Regions from separate parts of the Sus scrofa genome. Here region 1 is linked to region 2. The links are chromatin contacts, called in public HiChIP or PLAC-seq maps. All regions are on one chromosome and are shown on one strand. The core of a region is the stretch at or near the end of the contact, and the rest is flanking DNA. Distances in the headings are between cores, read along the strand shown.

The links. HiChIP or PLAC-seq counts read pairs in DNA pulled down with a chosen protein or histone mark.
Region 1: a contact with region 2 is called in an H3K27ac HiChIP or PLAC-seq map of alveolar macrophages. The contact joins the enhancer-like site here to the promoter of PPP2R2A in region 2. A contact is called at or near these places in 1 of 5 promoter capture datasets (liver), 12 of 47 Hi-C or Micro-C datasets (brain, embryonic fibroblasts, fetal heart ventricle and 5 more) and 2 of 2 datasets of contacts at active chromatin or transcription factors (alveolar macrophages and skeletal muscle).

What each region holds. Positions count from the first base shown.
Region 1 is chr14:10,231,814-10,237,637 of Sscrofa11.1, reverse strand. The region is part of intron 2 of PPP2R2A (protein phosphatase 2 regulatory subunit Balpha); the gene reads right to left. Among named protein-coding and RNA genes, the nearest start is that of PPP2R2A, 39 kb to the right of the region's middle. Within about 2 kb of position 2,722, at least 31 of the 83 cell types and tissues checked have an H3K27ac peak or open chromatin away from gene starts, as enhancers often do. A contact at or near this core is called in alveolar macrophages, liver, retroperitoneal adipose tissue and 1 more, where this site is marked.
Region 2 is chr14:10,192,464-10,197,903 of Sscrofa11.1, reverse strand. It overlaps PPP2R2A (protein phosphatase 2 regulatory subunit Balpha), which reads right to left and starts at 2,516. Exons shown (of 10, transcript NM_001164020.1): 1 at 2,215-2,516; 2 at 326-400. The coding sequence starts at 2,221.

The sequences.
Region 1 (5,824 bases), core at 1,473-3,972, 40 kb before region 2:
CTAACAGAACCAAAACAAAATGAAGCAAAGAGGGAATACACCTGACTTTAATTAAGGATAAGAGCAAGCGTTCTAACATATGTATCACTGCAGTACCAGGGGAAAAAAAGGTGGGCAACATGTGAAAAAATGACCAGTATGTAAATGCTCAAGCATGATGACGATACATGCAAAATAACCAAAACAAAGGATAATGCAAACTTACAAAGGTATATAGTAGTGGCAACTCATGTAGTGGCAACTCAATAACCATCTTTAGTCTTGTATTACTGATGACTGCAAAATCATGAGGAATTTTTTAATAAAATTCCAACATTTCTAAGCATAATCTTCCCCTGACTTACAAAGTAAACTTCGGTATATACATTAAACACATGCAAAAAATACTTAACAGAGTTGGGTTATTAAGTCTATAAGAAAATAAAGTGTTTTTTTCCCAACACCATGAACATTTGGCAGAACATTCTGAATTATGCGACTATGGGACCATTTTTTTCTTGTTTTACACTGTCCTACAAACAACCAAGTAGCTAGCATGCTTGGCCCTTGCCTAGAAAATGCCAATAATGCCTCTAGTCATTGGTAAAATCAGGTAAAAAAGAATTCAATACAACAAGAGTTTATAATAGGTATATATTTGATTAAAGGTATGGTAAAGATATAATAGGTATATATTTGATTAAAGGTATGGTAAAGATATAATAGGTATATATTTGATTAAAGGTGTGGTAAAGATTTAACAGCCATAAATCCTGATGGTCAAAGGATTTTTAATTAACACTTTATATATTTCAAGGTTATTAGGAATGAAAGAAGTATAGTAATCACAGAAGCTGGAAATATCCCTTTCCATGCCTGATAGATTTGAAAAAAAAAAAAGGCGAGGTGGGTAGCAGGAAGGGAGACAGAACCTTTAAACTGTAATTGATACATACACACGCACAGAAGTTTATACCAATATAAAAATATATATTTCTTCCAAACAGCTACACAATTAAAAAAATATTCGTACGTTTAGCCACAGAGAGCCCCTGAAGAATTCTAATTATGAAGACCACATTCTCTAATCACAAAATTAGCTAAAGATTAACAATCACCAGTTCTAATCAACCACTTTGTAATCTTAAAACTCTAAGGGCAAAGATAAAAACCACTACTGCAATTAAAAGATTTATAGGAACCTAAGTATATAAATATTTACGATAACAAAAATTATTATTTTTTAAAAAGACACAATGACCTTTCTATACTATAAAACTAATAAACCTGTAAAAACTGATTGAATAAAAAAAAAGAAAAGAAAAAAGAAAGAAATCCCACAAGAGATAACCACAGGTAATAACAGCCTTTTAGCAAACTCATGCAAAACATGTATTGGATGTCTTTATATACACCATAATACCTACAAGAACAATTTCAGTAATGGGATTATAGCTAAAATTAATTTTATTTTTTAATCTCACAAATTACTTTGTAAAAAAAAAAATCATCATCACTCTTAGTCCTACTTCTGAGAGAATTCTAGTATAGAATATACTAGATATAGGATATATAATATCCTTCCAAAGTTTGCCCACATGTACTTCCCATGCTTAGTACAAAAAACATCTATTTGTATTGAGAAAAAAATGGTATCTACATTATGTTGCTGATTTTTTTTAAAAAAAAGTTACAAATCATGTTTAGTCCTATTTGTATAACAATTAAAACAATCAGAGCATTATGGAATTTGTGACCAGCTTAGACAGGGAGACCTGATAACAGATACATGACAGCATTAGCATTACAGTAGCAGAAACTGACAAAGGTTTAAAAAAAATAATGAGGTAGCACCACACAACCAATCAAATACCTAAACTTTTATTTAAAAAAACTGATAAAAAAAATAAAAAAACTGATAACAGGAATTCCTGTTATGGCTCAGCAGTAACAAACCTGATTAGTATCCATGAGGATGAGGGATTGTTCAATCCCTGGCTGGGCTCAGTGGGTTAAGGTTCTGGCCCAGGTTGCAGATGTGGCTCAGATCCAGTGCTGCTGCAGCTCTGATTCAACCCCTAGCTCAGGAACTTCCGTATGCCTCCAGTGCAGCCGTAAAAAAGAATAAAAGAAGAAAAAAAACCTCTGGAATGTAATAGCACAGAGATTAATTCTCATTTTGATATGGTTTGTTTCAACTAAGCTTAGAGCTCTCATCAAGAAACATGTTTATCTTGTTTGGACACATGACCAATTTCCAGTCTTCTCTTCTATTCATTGGATGTAACCTATATGGCCCAACAGTGAACTTAATGATTGGCTCCACATAGCTAATTAGAATATAAATCACCCAAATTTCTTCACAAAGGTATAAGAAAATACTGGATAATGCAGTTACAAAATGCTAGTTTCTAAATAAAGGGTAGGCAAGCCTAAGTAAGGTATAGTTATTTCCCTACAGATCACTATGATGCTTATCACTGCCCACCTCTAGGGGGAGCTCAAAGTTCTTGTTACTTTTCCCCAAAGGTCAGGACACTCCTCCGACAGATTTGGTGTGTTCGAGACTTAGAACCTTTTTATTACAGCACCCTAAAGAGCAAGTTACATGTGTGCCAATCTTTTAGGCATTTCTTTTTTCCTCAAAAGTGAATAAGACTTGACCTGCTCACCTGCTCCTGGTGTGAGCAGGCTCCAATCGTTTCTTCCTCTTTCCCTTCCAGACTCCTCCCACTTCCTACTTGGCTTGACTAGGGCACATTACTGTAGTTGGAAAGGCTGGCTGCAGGGAGGGCGGCTGTGCTCACTCCTGCTGATGCAGTACTCTTAGTGCAGGCCAGTGCCACCTCCAATCCCCTCAGGTCAGGGCACGTGTAAGTACAAATGGGAAGGAGACTGCTCATGTCTGCTCAGTGGAGCCCCACTCAGGCAGCCCCTCCAAACACTGAGGGATCTTTATCTTAAGCATACTTATACCACATTCTTGGGGACACATGTGAAGGGAACTTGTGCAGGAAATAACCAGAAGTCAGACTGGTCATTTCCCTACTGTCAAATTGCCACTTCTGTCTGCATGACCCTGAGAAAGTAACTCAGCTCTGAGGGATAAACAAGCAATAAATGCAAAGAAATGAGTTTTGAATGAGGCACCCAGGAGGCACACTGGTAAACAGAAGATGTGGGCTGGAGTTTTGGGCTTTGTTGTACAAAGCAGAAATAAGCATTTAACTCTTATTTGTGTCTAGACTCTTCAGGTAAAAAATCAATCTAGCCTAGGTCAAAAACTTATCCAAATGATCCAGCTTAGCTCCCAGGAGCCTGAAGCTGAAGCCCAAACTAGGAACAAAGTATTGCAGCTGCCTTGCTTGCTGCTTCTTTACAGTTACACTTAAGAGGCCTCACACTGAAGCATGACTGGTTGAGGATAGGATCCTGTAATCCCGTCTCACTGATCAAAATATCACCTGGATTATACTATGATTTCCAAGAACAAAGTAAGTGCTAAGGGCCTTTATAACCTTTTCTCAACCCCTGACTCAGTGAAGGGGAATATGTCTTGAGATAAGCTCAACAAAGACCACTGGCTACTGATGCTCACACAGAACCTACATTGCAATGTTGCCATGAGAGTCAGGGTCCATAAGGTAATTTCCAGAGATGTGTTCTGGAACCAGTCTCCCTTCTTTTTAACTTGTTCCTGGATAATCTGATATCATGTTTGGATAAAATGGAATGGAACCATACCCTCCTGCAACAAAGAACAGAAAGATAAACAGTTGCTAATACATACAAGTGTTGCTAATACAAGTGTGATCTTAAAAAACAAGCCTTGGTGTATGTTACTTACATTAGAAAGAAGAGCTCTAAATTGATCACTCTAAATCTAGTTACCATCTTTGTTAGATGTTCACCAACTCTTAACTGAGTCATAATTAAGTCCACAATGCAAACCATCTCATTAAGTTGCCTTATCAAAACATAATACAAATAATTTCTTGTGGAGATTATACAAACAAAAGGAACTACATAAAGATTTTCCATCTATGCAAGCCTTATTAAAATATTTTTATAACCAGAATGCGTATCTGGCTATTAATACCTGCCTAAAATCTTTACAAATTAGGGTTATTATGGCCATGATTTTTTTTTTTTTTTTTTTTTTTGGCATTTCTTGGGCCGCTCCCACAGCATATGCTCATCTTTCCCTTTTCTATCCTTTCCTTTTCATTTCTGGTTGGTTAGTTTGCTCGAGCTGATAATCTCCTGACCTTGTTTTCAATTGTATTTACACTGCAATTCATTGTTTCCACTATACTTTTAAAACTGTAATCATGTTTTGCAAATAATTTCAAATTATTTTCATGGTTCCGTTTTCAAAGATGCAACTTCTTTCACGTATCTCACTACAAGAGAATTAAACATTAACGTTTTAGTCCACCTACTTGAACTAAAAGTTTATCTGACAACTGATCTTTTTTTTTTAACAAATCTTGCACATTTTTGCTGTTTTGCTCATTCCTTTGACAAATTCTTAAGAGTCTTTCCTTCAACAAATATTTTACTGAGTATCTAATATATGTCAGACATTCAAGGTCATGCCAGCATTTCCAGGTGCTAGGGATATAGGAGTTCATAGGACAGGCAAAAAAATAACCCTGCCCACATGAAACATACATTCTAGTGACTGGGGCATATTATAAACAAATGATTCACAAATATAAAGTGTATCAAGTAGTGCTAAGTACCACAGAAATACAGCAGTCAGAGAAAGCCTCTGAGGGGCTAACTTAGGTAGAAACTTAAATGAGCAGGGAATTAGTCATCCAAACTTGGAAAGCATTTCAACCAGAGGACCTAAGGGTAAAAACGAGTTTGCTAAACTTGATAAGACAAATGCAGAATAAGGTGGTAGAAAAGATGGAGCATTTAACAGAGGCCGAACCATACTGTCTTGTAAGCTACGTATGGTAGGACTGTGGAGTGATAAGCCACTGTAAAGTTTTTATGTTTTAGAGCACTTATCTGTTGAGTGAATATAGAAAAAAAAAAAAAAAAAAAAGGAGAAGAATGGTTCATAAGTTATTGAAGAGATTATGGCCTGAACTCAAGTGGTAGCCATAGAGAAATGGATGGATTCAGAACACATTCTGAAGACAGCACTGCAAACTTGGCTGAGGTATCAAAAGGTGATTCTGGGAGTTCCCGTCGTGGCTCAGTGGTTAATGAATCCAACTAGGAACCATGAGGTTTTGGGTTCAATCCCTGGCCTTGCTGAGTGGGTTAAGGATCTGCGGTTGCTGTGAGCTGTGGTGTAGGTTGCAGACACGGCTCAGATCCCAAGTTGCTGTGGCTCTGGCGTAGGCCAGTGGCTGTAGCTCCGATTCAACCCCTAGCCTGGGAACCTCCATATGCCAAGGTTTTACAACTATGTCCAATGGAAAAGTCAGTGTCATTTATTGGGGAGAGACACACCAGGAAAAAGCAGGTTTGGGTTAAAAAAGGAGCCCTAAAATCCATTTTCACACCTTTGGTATTGATTTCAACTAGACATGCAAGTAGAAATGTTATCCCAGCAGCTAAACAGATGTGACAAAGTAGGGAAGGAAGAGGGGATATAAATTAAGGATATCATCAGCTAATGGAGGCATTTAAAAACTAAACGTGATTTTCTACTGAGCAATTATATATAGTAGGTTTGGTCTAAGGTCTGAGCCATCAGGCTCTCCCACAATTAACTGAAGAGGAGGGATCAGCTAGGAAAGGAGACTACACAGGAACTACTGGTGAGGGAGGAAGACCATTTCTGGAACCAAAGACAGTCTTTCTAAAAGGAGACAATGGAGTT
Region 2 (5,440 bases), core at 1,267-3,766:
CAACTTAATTATCTAAAAACTACGTACAACCATGATAGTGCATCACCATTACCATATGGACCTTAGATTTTCCTTGTGTTTGTTTTATTTATATCATCACCTAGTGCTCCTTATTTTATTCAGAGAAAAATAATAAAACAAGGCATTAAAGGAGTTAAGACTATTTTACAGAAATGTGACTTTTACAACTGTTCTTCCACTGCTTGGACAACAAACAAAAAATGTTCTTAAACTATAACAGACTCAGCTGCAAGAAAGTCCTTCAGTAATAGAGATTTTGAAAAGATTCTAGATCCAAATTTTGCATTATTAAATGCTTTCTTACCTTCTGCTACATCATCATCTACGGCTCCTTTCACCTGAGAAAAACACCACTGAATATCATTCCCTCCTCCAGCTCCTGGAAAAAGAAAACATACCAATTAAAACTGAGTTCTGTTCATGTTTACTCTCATAAACACAGTGATGGTATCCATGGTTGGCATGATACTAATAGCCTGGTAGTGCCCACACATACAACCATAACACCAGAGCACTAATCTGGAAAAAGGTTAGTCCCCAATAGTTTGTACTGCATTAAAAGAGAGATTCCAGGTCTGAAATATTTAACGGCCATGTTAACACTGCACTTGAGTTCAAAACTTCCCTTCCATTTTGCCCTTCCCCTCAAACACAGTAAAAGCCTTACTTCAAGCAAGACCTACCAGAAAAAAGAAAATACCAAAAGTTAGAGAGGTTTCCTTTAAGGGTACAAAAGCCTGCAGATGAGTTAATAAGGTTAAACTACCATAAAACACGGAACGAAGAGAAAACTTCAGGAACATTACTGCCTGGGTGAGGAGCAATGATTCATATGAACCCTATCACCACAGCGCACATACAGCAAACACAACCTCACCACCCATTTCTTTGCATTTCATTACCAGCAAATCACTGGCTCCAGACAGAGAGGAAAAGAAACTAAATTGAATGCTGGTGAAGGGATTGCCAAAGGAAGCTTGCTTTGTGTCCCTTCACCTAATCCCTCAGAAGCCCTTGCAAAAATTAATTTTGCTCATTTGTCATCCTCTTATGCAAAACAATTTTAATTTCACTTAATCATTCAACAAGGCCAAAAAGCAACTTGTTTATAGCAAACCATAAAGTCAATCCAACATTAAACTTTTTAAAAGAGGTTTATTTATCTATCTAAACACTGACAAAAGCACAGAAAACTGGTTCAGTCCTTGAATGTTTCTATTTCCCTTCCAAGCACAGAGGGGGAAATTCCTGGATCTATGAAGAAAGAAACTGAATAAATCTAGAATTGATTCTACTAGATGAAAGAAGACAGCTACACCAAAATGTGCAAAAATAATCCTCAAAGCAATTACCTTTTTCTCTTCCTTCACCTCCATTCCTTGCTAAATATTCCAATCTGGTTTTCTCTCTGCATCCTTTCCCCCCCAAGCTTTTACCTAATTCTCTCTTCCCCTTGGCTATTTATATCTCTGAACTCCACAACTATTTTAAATAACTCCAAGAAACCCTTTTGGGAAAAGGACATCTGCACAAAAGCTAACGTGCAAAACAAAGTTTAAATTACATTTTTCATGGAACTTGCTTTATTAAAAGCCTTGCAGTCTTTGGATGTAAAGGTAAAAGAAACGAAAGGGAGATGGTTCCAGACAAAAAATTCAGGCTTACAGTCTCAAAAATCTACGTACTCACAGTGGAAAGAAATACACATATGTCCCCATTGTATTTTAACTTGTAAAGCACTCTTCCTTTTCAGTGCAAAATATATTTATTTGTAGAAACACCCAAGAAGGCTTGCAGCCAGGGGAAAAATAAGAATTAAAGGAAGGAAGAGCGGCAAAAAGCCCCCCCGCCTGGGGGGGGCGGAGGTTACACCGGGCTCCCGAGCAGCAGGGACAAATCGGCACTCGCCCCCACCCCGCCCCACCCACGCCTTACCCCTCGGATCGCCGGCACACACCCCACCCCCACCCATGCCCAGGCTCCAACCCTCATTTTAAAAGCCATTTCGATACCACAGCGACCACTCGCCTTCCCACAGCCCTCCCCACCCCCACCCCACCCCACTTGACCAATACCCTGAAATCCGAGGGGCGCCCCGTGGCTCTGCGAGAAGCACAGGCGGTCGCTAGGGGTGATGGAGGGAGGAGGAAGGAAGCGGTGCCTTGTCAGTGGAGAGGGTGATTTCTCCTTTACCTGCCATGTTGCGCTGCAAATGGTGACCCTGCTGGGTTCCTTGGGGTCTCCGCTTCCTGAACTCACCCCCCTCACCTGGGGATGGGGGGTAGAGAGGGCGGATGGCGGCGGATGGCACCTGTGGGGGAGGGGGCGGGGGTCGGGGGAGAAGGAAGGAGGGGCGGGCAGACCAGCCGGCAGGATGGTGGATTTCACTCTGGGGCTTCCCCACTCTTGCTCTTTCTCCAGCAGCGGCGGCGGCAGCTACGACAGCGACGGCGGCGGCAGCGGCAGGGCAGGCGACTCCACTTTCAAAATGGCGCCGGCTGGCCTGGCCAGTGACGTCACCAGGAGGGCGGAGCCGCCGGGCTGGGCCGGAGGGGCGGGGCGGGGTGAGGGCTGGGGCCGAGAGCAGAGGGGGAGGGGCAGGGAGCGGCCCGGCGGGCTCCTGGCCACGCCCCTTCCCGCTCCACCCCGCCCTCTGCGTCCCGGCGGCCCTGGCCCGCGCGAAGCTAGGCCTGATGGCAGTATCCCCGGTGCCCGCCCTGCCGGTTCCAGTCCGAGGTCCTGCCGCACATCGATGCCCACACCCACGCTCCAGAGCCTAAACTCTGGGGCCCGCGCAGTGGTGCGATTAATGTGCTCGCCCGTAGGGATCGATGGGGTCCTGTGTCTGCTTAGAGAATACCAGTATTGCTACTTAAAATAATAACACTGTCGGTCAGCCCCGAGGCCAATAAAATAAAGGACGGTGGTGCAGACTTGCTGCTCAGCCAAGGTGAAAGTTCGAGGATCTGAGAAGGACGTAACTGGGCTGGTGCCATCTGAGTGAATTAAATTATCTTCTCTTAGGCCCCGGGAACTGAGGCCAGAGCCCTTGGCAACTGAAGGCAGTTAAGAGTGGTTTCAAAAAAGGAAACTGAGTTTGCTAGCAGCAGAATATGCCGGAAAAAGTGGCCCAGGTCTGTCCAGCCTGGCCCAGATCTGTCCAGCCAAAAGTATAGAAACAGTAGTTAAGAGCTGGGCTCTGAAGCCAGGATGGCAAATGCTGACTCCACGCAGGAGATGAAGGGAACAATCCTACTACCTTTTAGGATTGTTTCAAGGATTAAATGACTTACTTCGATGTTAGCTGCAGTTATTGTTATTTGTTTTGAAAGCATCTTCAGTGGAATTAAAAGGAATTAACAGGAAAAAATTGGAGTTCTCCTGGGGCTCAGTGGTTTAAGGATACCACATTGTCAATGCAGTGGCTGGATTCGCGGCTGTGGCTGAAGTTTCAATCCTCCACCCAGGAATTTCCACATGCCTTAGACAGGTCAAAAAAGCAGGGGGTAGGGAAGTGGGGGGGATGTATAAGGGGGAAAAAAAATATCATCATCCAAGAGGTGATGTGTACCTTCCTTCAAAGATGCACTAACTGGAATTCCCCGTCGCGGCTCAGAGGAAACCAATCTGACTAGAACCCATGAGGATACACTGGTTCCACCCCTGGCCTCACTCAGTGGGTTAAGGATCCTGCAGTGAGCTGTGGTGTATGCTGCTTGCGCAGCTCGGTTCTGGCATTGCTGTGGCTATAGTGTAGGTCGGCAGCTGTAGCTCCGATTAGACCCCTAGCCTGGAAACCTCCGTATGCCGCGGGTGTGGCCCTAAAAAAGACAAAAAACCAAAACGAAACAAAATAAAGGTGCACTAACAATGTAGTCACTAAATATTATACTTTAAATATCAATATCTCCACAATATTTCCAGGAGATAACCACATCTCCCCTAAGCGGAAAAACACCTATAAAAACATCCAGGATTTGACCCTAAGGCAGAAAGGAGTGATAAGGCATTCAGAAACCAAGGAGAACTTTTACCATCATTCACATCCCTTCTCTATTATCTCCACTTTTCTGCACTTTCTACCTTATTCTTGATCTGCAGAGCTGTTCCATTGTAAAACAAATTTCAAAATTCCTCCACATGGAACAGCTGCACCATTGTATTAATATTCCTCCATTTCTACATTTAATACTTTTTACTTAACTAATAAACAAACCAAAACTAAAAATCCACCCTGTATCTTCTGTCATCTTTTAGCTACCTGTGCAAACAGATACAAAACTTTTAACACACTGTGTGCTGTACCGACTTCTATTTTGGTTGATTTCATAAATTTTTTTTTTTTTTTTTTTGCTTTTGCTTTTTTTCCGCTTTTTAGGGCCACACTCCAGGCATATGGAGTTTCCCAGGCTAGGGGTCAAATCAGAGCTACAGCTGCAGGCCTACACCACAGCCACAGTAATGGAGGATCCGAGCTGTGTCTCTGACCTACATAAGAACTCACCACAATGCTGGATCCTTAACTCACTGAGCAAGGCCAGGGATCAAACCCGCAACCTCATGGTTCCTAGTAGGATTCGTTTCTGCTGTGCCACGATGGGAACTCCCATAAATGTATTTCTTTGGATACACCTTTACTCTTCGTTTTCCTTTTTATTTTCTCTGTCCTTTTTTGATAGGTCAATCCTAGACTCTTTAGAAAACCTTAATCAGAACTCAGGAGAGCGTAGATTATTAAACTAAAGGTCTGGCACCCCCTATATACGAGTTATTTTTCTTTTTTATGCTTCAATTTTTGCTATGTGTAAGATTTGTATCTTCGCACTTCCTGAAAATGATTTGGTCTACATAAATGATTTGTTCTCCTTCAATGCCAATAGAGCTTGCCTAGAAACTGGGATAATTTTAACAAAAATTCATATAGCTGGACTGTATGCTGGGATGATGTGCTAGTTGCTGTCTCAAGAACATTACATAGAATCCTGAAAACACTACAAGTCAATAGAAGCTGAGATGGGCCTAGTAGTCAAGGATCGGTGCTCCCTGGAATGACCTGACACTTTTTGTCCCTGGGCAGTCATTTCAGTGGACCATGAGCTGCCTCCCTTTCCTCTAAATCGTACTTAGGAAGAGAGGCCAGAAGACCCATTAGCCCAAAGACAAGCGTTGCTCTTGTTCCTCTCCCTTTCCTTATCTTACATTTTATTTTCCATCTTCTCCTCTTCACAGAAAGAGTTTCTGTCAAGGTCATGTGATGATCTCCAGGTTACCAAATCCAGTGGTCTTTGGTTTTCTCTTCCTCATCTTCCCAAAAGCACTTGAAACGGTTGATCCATCCATGCTAATGGAGACCCTTTGTTTTTTCTTTTTACTTTTTGTCTTTTTAGGGCCACCCCCTCGGCGTATGGATGTTCCCAGG